Linked DNA regions of Pan troglodytes: region 1 is linked to region 2. Evidence: chromatin contacts called from public HiChIP or PLAC-seq data. All regions are on one chromosome and are shown on one strand. The core of a region is the stretch at or near the end of the contact, and the rest is flanking DNA. Distances in the headings are between cores, read along the strand shown.

Region 1 (3,301 bases), core at 215-2,714, 130 kb after region 2:
TGTCTCCTCATGAGTCTACTGGAGTCAGACCAGAGGCCAGGGCACTTGTACCCTGTATATCAAAGTATGTGAATGGATGTTGAAAACACAGAGCAAAAGAATTTGAGTACATCAAGCAACACAGAGTCAGTTAACCACACAGCGTAGCATAACCTTTATGATAGAGTTTTTAAAGTCCCCTGGACCAGTCAAAATGTCCCCAATCGATATAATCTACATTGGCCCTATCTTACTAATTTACTTCTTTTCCCACTTGTCTGCCCTAGATTATTCTCATATTTATGCTAAAAATGCACAAGCTACCAGAGCAACATCCAATTTCCCCACAAACGCTAATAAAAGGTTTACTTCATTTGCTACCGAAATAAAGTATTTGAATTAAGGTACCAAGAGTGATGTACACTTCTTACAGAAATTGTGTGTACTACCACGATAACCATACAGATCACTGCGAAATTTCAACCACAAGCAAAGTGCAATTAATATTACTAAGTTTTCCACCAACAATCAGCAAACTTAATTCCTTCAACAAAAAAAAAATTGTACAAACCCATTCAATGATTACTCTATAAAGCCAGAGAGAGAAGCACAAGGTTAGCTTACTCCAAAGTCAGTAAGACTGTATGTATATAAACATATAAAGTCTTCACATCTACCCTCTCAAAGACCCTTTTGGTTTGCTGATTCTCAAAAATTGGGAAGTACTGCAAAAATCATCTGGCAACCAGAAGTGAATGCAACACTCCAGATGAATTGTGAAAAGTACCGAATTTTCGCCTTTATTCAGACGCCTGTGCTCCTTTTTTCCAACCATCTGCTTCTATAAATTCATCACAATTCTAATACGGTGTGCGCCCCTCCTCCTTCCCTTACCCTGACCCTAACCTTCCAACCGTTGATTCCTGCAGCAATCTTCCCTAAGGGAGACACCCCGGCTGTAGGCTCACTTCCTCTCCCAAGTCCCATTCCTTTCACAAGAGTCAAATCCCTACAGTGGATTCCTGGACCGTTTTTTCTAAAAGAAGATCCCAGTCCTCTGGCTTGCCCCTCCCGTCGTGACTCCCAGTAAGTCCTCCTCTGAAACCCCCTAATCCAGTCCACATACTTACAGCGCCTTCCGCTAACACAAACGCAGCCGCTTCCACGCCCCCTTCCCCAGCCAAAGCGGCATATCCGCCTCTTCCCCTTAAGACCCAAGAATTAAACCACTGTAAACCCATCTTGTTACCTTTAGTCTGCTTTAGTCTCCTCAGTTCCTCCTCAGAGAAGCCTGCCCAACCTTGCGCCATCGGCCCGGGCCACCGGCACCCCCAAAAGTGCCCAAATCTTGCAGCCGCGACTGCCAACACTGCTGCCCAGCGCATCCGGGTTTTTCCCCGGCCGCGGCCAATCAGTGCATCGGGCTCCAAACACAAGGCCCTCTATCCCCGGCCTCAGGGTCCGGCTTCCTTCCAGGCTGCCTTCAGCAGTGCCTGACAAACTGCCTAAGGAAACCTTGCCACGCAGACATTCGTTTCCTCTGGCTTGCTTCTACTCTCTCTGTCTCTCTCATTGTTTCTCACTGTTGCTGGTTAATCGCTTCAGGAGCTAAGGGGGGAAATGGCGATGGGGATAAGGGTGGAGATAAACAGGTATTTGGGAAGGAGCTACAAGTCGGTGGCGGAAACGGGAGATCTAAGTGCCTTTGGGGTCCTGTACCTGTGGGGCGGGAGCGGTGCCCTCTGTGGCTCTTAGTGTGCCCTAAAATCCTTGTGTTTTGCTGGGAGTGTGCACAGCGCTGGAGGCCTCCTTCAGATTAACTCAGGAAATGATCAGATTTAGGATTTTGATGATGAAGAAACATTTAAAAGGGGTGGGGTATAATTGATGAAAAGGGAACAGGCATAACCAGGTCTCTCGCAGGCCGGAGCGGCTCTCAGATTTCTTTTGCTTTGGGTTGTTTCCTTTGTGAATAATTACAATATGTAACTTTCCTCCTAAGGGATTTCTTTTTCTTTTTTTCTTACTTTTTTTTTTTTTTTGAGACATAGTTTCGCTCTTGTTGCACAAGCGGGAGTGCAATAGCACGATCTCGGCTCACTGCAACCTCCGCCTCCCGGGTTCAAGCGATTCTCCCGCCTCAGCCTCCCGAGTAGCTGGGATTACAGGCGCCGGCCACCACACCCGGCTAATTTTCTGTATTTTTAGTAGACACGGGGTTTCACCATGTTAGCTAGGCTGGTCTCGAACTCCTGACCTTAGGGGATCCGCCCGCCTCGGCCTTCCAAAGTGTTGGGATTACAAGCGTGAGCCACTGCGCCCGGCCGGGATTTCTTAAAAGTCTCCCCTTTAAATCTGTTTTTCAGAGAAGACATTGTAAAACGTCGGTGCTGGGGGATGGGAAAGCATTTCTTAGGATCCTGCCTGGAGTCCTAATACCGTAATTCGGGTTCTGCCTTGAACACTAACCTGAGATCCCGTTTCCTCATTTGAAATATGGTTGCAAAGATAAAAAGATGCAAGCGTTGTCAAAATACACATAGATAAGGATGATTCAAGAGAGACCTAGTTATACTATTTTTCATGGTTCTCTTTCACTATTTTTGCAGTAAGAACAACAAAACACCTCATCTTGGCTTACATTTTAAAATACTTTGGCTTTAGTGTGTTGATATTTTTAAACAAAATGAAAGAAAGGAGTAAAGTACAAAATAAAACAAGTCAAGAAAAGTTGAAATGAGTACTTCAGATTTAGTAAGTGATGAAAAGTGAAGGATGTTTGGAATTTCCCATGTAAATCCGAGCTTTTAAAACTTAAAGTGGTTTCTGAAATTTGGGGATGCTGCAGATGCGTCATTTTAAATATGTACTCATTTGTTATAATATTAAACAATCAAAATGCCTGGAGGAGACAGTTACCACCAGTTTCTGAATATAGACTGAATATAGACTACGTACATTCAAGTTATAGATTAACTAGCTCCAAAGTAGTAGACGGGGATCAGTGGCAATCTGGTAGTTAATTCAGTTTCCTAGTTGCAGGCAATCGCCATCTAGTTCATCCAATAACAGTAAACCACCTTGTGTGCCCCATGTTGAATTTTATACATAAATGTTCTTTAGTTCACTCTGGGGGAATTTCAAAAATTATCCGTAATCTTAATAAAGATGTCAATTAGGATATTTTGAAAGGTTTTGCATTGGCCTTTAATGAGAACCAAAGCAAAAGTGACACGTAGTAAAAGATAATAAAATCCGTCTGTATAAAAGTTATAATTTCCAGTTTGCTAGGTTCTAAATCTCCTGTTTGTTGTTTCTGTTG
Region 2 (3,688 bases), core at 239-2,738:
CTCATCCGCCTGTGCCGCCACCATGTCCCCGGCTTCCTCCAGGTCTAGCAGGTGACTGACGGAGAAGTTCTTTTTCGCCTGCAGGGTGTCGAGGTTGCCCGGGCTGTCCAAGCGGCCGCCCAGCGCCGGTTGCCGCTCCAGAACGTGCCCGTAGCTGGAGGTCATGGTCTCCCCCACCGATCCCACCCACCCCCCTCTTCCCGCTCGAATCAACACCAAACGCTGTGGGCGCGAGGGGGGAGAGGAGCCGAGTGGGGAAGAAAGAGGGGGGTAGTGGAGAGAGAGAGAGAGAGAGGGAGGAAGAGGGAGGGAAGGAGAGGAAGGCCAAAAAAAAAAAAAATTGGAATAGAGGGCGGGGGACCCCCTTCTGTAGAGCAGAGCGTTCTGCACCAGCCGCCTTCCGCAGCCTTGGTTGCTTTCCTGAGGCCAAGTCCGGCGCGGTCCAAAGAGATAATCCACACTAAAATACAATATTAAAAAGTCACCCTATGTTCAAGTCAGGAGAAAAAAATCCCTTCCAACTCTCCAAAAGTGTCCACACGCACAGACTAAAAATAATAATAAGGGGGAGAGAGGAAAGCGGAGGCCAGCAGGGCGGGGGAGTTAGGCAAACAGAAGAAGAGAGAAGAAGGGGTGGGAGAGAAGAATCAAAGTGAATGGTTTTTTTAAAGGTTAAAAAAGTTATTCCCAGGCAAGAGTTCAAGCACCAACAGAAGAAGGCTTGTTCCAGCTTTAAAACATCTTCAAGAAAACGTGTTCCCCCCTCTCTGCACTCCTGTGGATTCTCAGGAGTGACTAAAGTTTCAGGAGGAGAGGGTGATGTCTTGCAGATGTATTAGAGAGCAGGATTCTCACTTTACTTTTTGTAAAGAGTAAAAAAAAAAATTAAGAATTAAAAAAAAAAAGGCTTCAAGAGTCCGACGGAGGGTGCTGGTGGGTTCCCCCCTTTCCCTTCTCTCTCTCCCCCTCTTCTTGCTGGGCTCCTTTTTCCTTCTCAGTTGGATCAAGAAGCTCTCTGGCACTTCAAAAGGCACAAACTGGCATGCAGAGGAGGCTTTGTAGGGAATACAAGAAAATTGGAGACCCCTGGGAGGGCAGATCTCGACTTAATAGGAGCCTGTAATTACGTGGCAAAGCCTTTGTGCTGTGCCTGACGTTTCACAGACCCCCTTTCTCCATCACAATCTCCTTCTTCCTCCTTTCCCTGGGACCAAAAAACAGTCTGATTAAGAAAACCCCCTTTGCCAACATCAGAGTTAGAGAGAAAGGGAGAGGGAGGGAGCAAGAGAGAGGGAGGGAGAGAGGGAGGGAGGGAGGAAGGGAGAGAGAGAGAGAGAGAAAGAGAGAAGAGAAATGAGAGAGGGAAGAGAGCAAGAGAGCCCCTTTGGATTTCTAAAGGTCTAATTATCATTCCCCTGCAATAATATCACGGGGAGAAAAGACAAACTGAAACTCACAGTCACTTCAAACGTGCTGATTATTTTGCTTCGGCATTAACTCCTCCAGATTTGTTTAAGATCCTGTTGGAAAATCTCATTTGCATGTTTTGATAACAGCTGTGGGGAAATTTGGAAAAAATCCACCACCATCACAATCAAATTTTCTTCTCCTTCTGCCTTCCCCCAAACCGCCCCCCCCCAAAAAAAAAAACATTTTCTGCTGTTCTAACAGTTTGGGGCGGAGTACAGGGAGAAAGTAAGCATATTAAGGCTATTTTTGGTTCCGTAGAGGGAGCCTATTAAATAATGTAATAAAAATAACAAGAGGGATGATAATAGGAAGTTCTCTCACGCCTCTCGCAAGGACTAAAGGCAGGTTGGGGAGATCCAGAGGGCACCGAGTTTATTTGAGGCTTTCCCCGCCATTAGGCATACCAGGACTAGGGCAATGAGAAAAGTACGTGTTTATTAAACTGGAAGAAAGGACTCCAAATATATATTATAATCTTTCTCCCTACCCCCGCCAATTTTGTAACTTCTACTGTAAGGCCAAAGTTGCTTCCCCAGGCGAGGACGCTAAACCCAGAGGGTCCCGCTGCCCAGATTCCTTGGAGCAGGCAGGAGCACTCCCAGAGGCAGGAGTTGGGGAGGCTTCCGTGCGGTTCTGCGTCCAGCCTGGCTGTGGTGGCAGGAGGACAGAGAGGGGCGGAGGAACCCCCATCTAAGTCTACGGATAATCCTCTGTCGTCCGTCTGCGGAGCCCTAACCTGACAGAAGACAGAGAGGTGCTGAGCAGTTTTTTCATGACCTGTTGGAATTTGGTAACAGCTTTAACAGTCTCATTAGAAATGAGTTACTGTATGACGACTAAGTAAAATATTAAGTGCTTATTTGTGGCGTTTTATGTTCTTTAAACGCGCACTCACACACACACACACACACACACACACGCATCTGTACTCCCGCACTCCCTTGATTGCTAGACTTTTTTTTTTTTCTTCCTATAGTCAAGAGGCTCGACTGGAGAGAAAGAAGGGTACGAGTGTGTGTAAATGGTTTCTGGGCTCCAAACGGCCATAGTTAGCCCAGAACTTCCAGCCCTGATCTGGGAAAAGAACATTTGATGCCATCAAAGGGCTGCAGATTGAAACCAGATGTGCTCGCCTCGGTTCTTTCCATGCATTTAATTAAGGAGCTGGGATGGAGGAGACTTTTTCATCATTAGTCCACCCACTCCCCCCTCCTCTCGGCGGTCCTTCGCCCTCCCCCCACTCTCCCCGCCCCCACCCCCATCCCTTGGCCGCTCGAACCCCCGACCGGGAGCCCAGAGCCCTGCCAGCGCCGCACTGTGCGCCGCGCACGTCGCTCGATCTCCCCAGCGGTACCGGCTCTAAGCAGTAAACATCTGTGCGCTTCTGAGCCAGGGACGCGCGTGGGGGGTGGGCGTGCACGCGGGTGGGCCAGCGCAGAGTGGGAGCTTGTGGGTGCTTTCCGTCGGGATTTCCAACTCAGCTGCCTCCGAGAGCCTAAGCTGAGCGCCGCACGTGCTCGTGCCATCTGCTGTACTGGACGCAGTCTAATAGCGCAGAGAGGTTTCCATCCGGCATCCAGTTCGATGTGGGCCGTTTTTCCCTTCCCAGCGGTCTGTCCTTGGAGCTGATTAGTCTCCCCAAAACCTCCCTAGAAATAGAGCAGCTCCTCGCCTCTCCCTCCTTTCGCACTCTCTATCCTCATTTACAGAGTTGCGTTTTAACGTTGCTGTTTTTCCCCTACACAGACCCAATTGCCCGTCGTGACAAAGGTGTGGGTAAGGGCTGGGGACTTTTGGCACCCCCAAGACACGATGTTCCCCCTAAAGATCCAGCGTCTTCAGTCATTTAGGGGGTCAGCGTCCTCAGATCGCCCTTTCGAGGAAATTGCCTTATCCGGGTGAATGGTCAATATGGTTGGGGAGCGAGGAATAGCCACAAGCAAGAGAGTTTATAGATGGGCATCCGGAGGCATACGCAGTCGTCTCCGCTGATATTCGGACGCATTCTCTAGAGGGACCGGGCGCTTCTTGAAAATCACCCACTTGTCATTCGTGTTAATATCAACCAGTACCACCAATACCAACTAGGATGCTAACGGTTTCAAGAAAAACACCGCACACATTTACTAATTTATGGACTATATATATATTATATAATATACATAATGTATAATATGAATTTCTATGTGCAATATTTTCCCCAAATGTCTTTCAGACT

The links. HiChIP or PLAC-seq counts read pairs in DNA pulled down with a chosen protein or histone mark.
Region 1: an H3K4me3 HiChIP or PLAC-seq map of stem cell-derived excitatory neurons shows a contact between it and region 2, with 4 times the contacts expected there. The contact joins the promoter of GORAB here to the promoter of PRRX1 in region 2. A contact is called at or near these places in 1 of 7 Hi-C or Micro-C datasets (stem cell-derived neural progenitor cells) and 1 of 1 datasets of contacts at active chromatin or transcription factors (stem cell-derived excitatory neurons).

Annotation. Positions count from the first base shown.
Region 1 is chr1:78,579,503-78,582,803 of NHGRI_mPanTro3-v2.0_pri, forward strand. It overlaps GORAB (golgin, RAB6 interacting), which reads right to left and starts at 1,465. Exons shown (of 5, transcript XM_001140804.7): 1 at 1,229-1,465. The coding sequence starts at 1,364. It overlaps LOC104004105 (a long non-coding RNA gene), which reads left to right and starts at 822. Exons shown (of 4, transcript XR_010151833.1): 1 at 822-1,065.
Region 2 is chr1:78,448,604-78,452,291 of NHGRI_mPanTro3-v2.0_pri, forward strand. PRRX1 (paired related homeobox 1) reads right to left here and starts at 1,489. Exons shown (of 5, transcript XM_003308600.6): 1 at 1-1,489. The coding sequence starts at 165.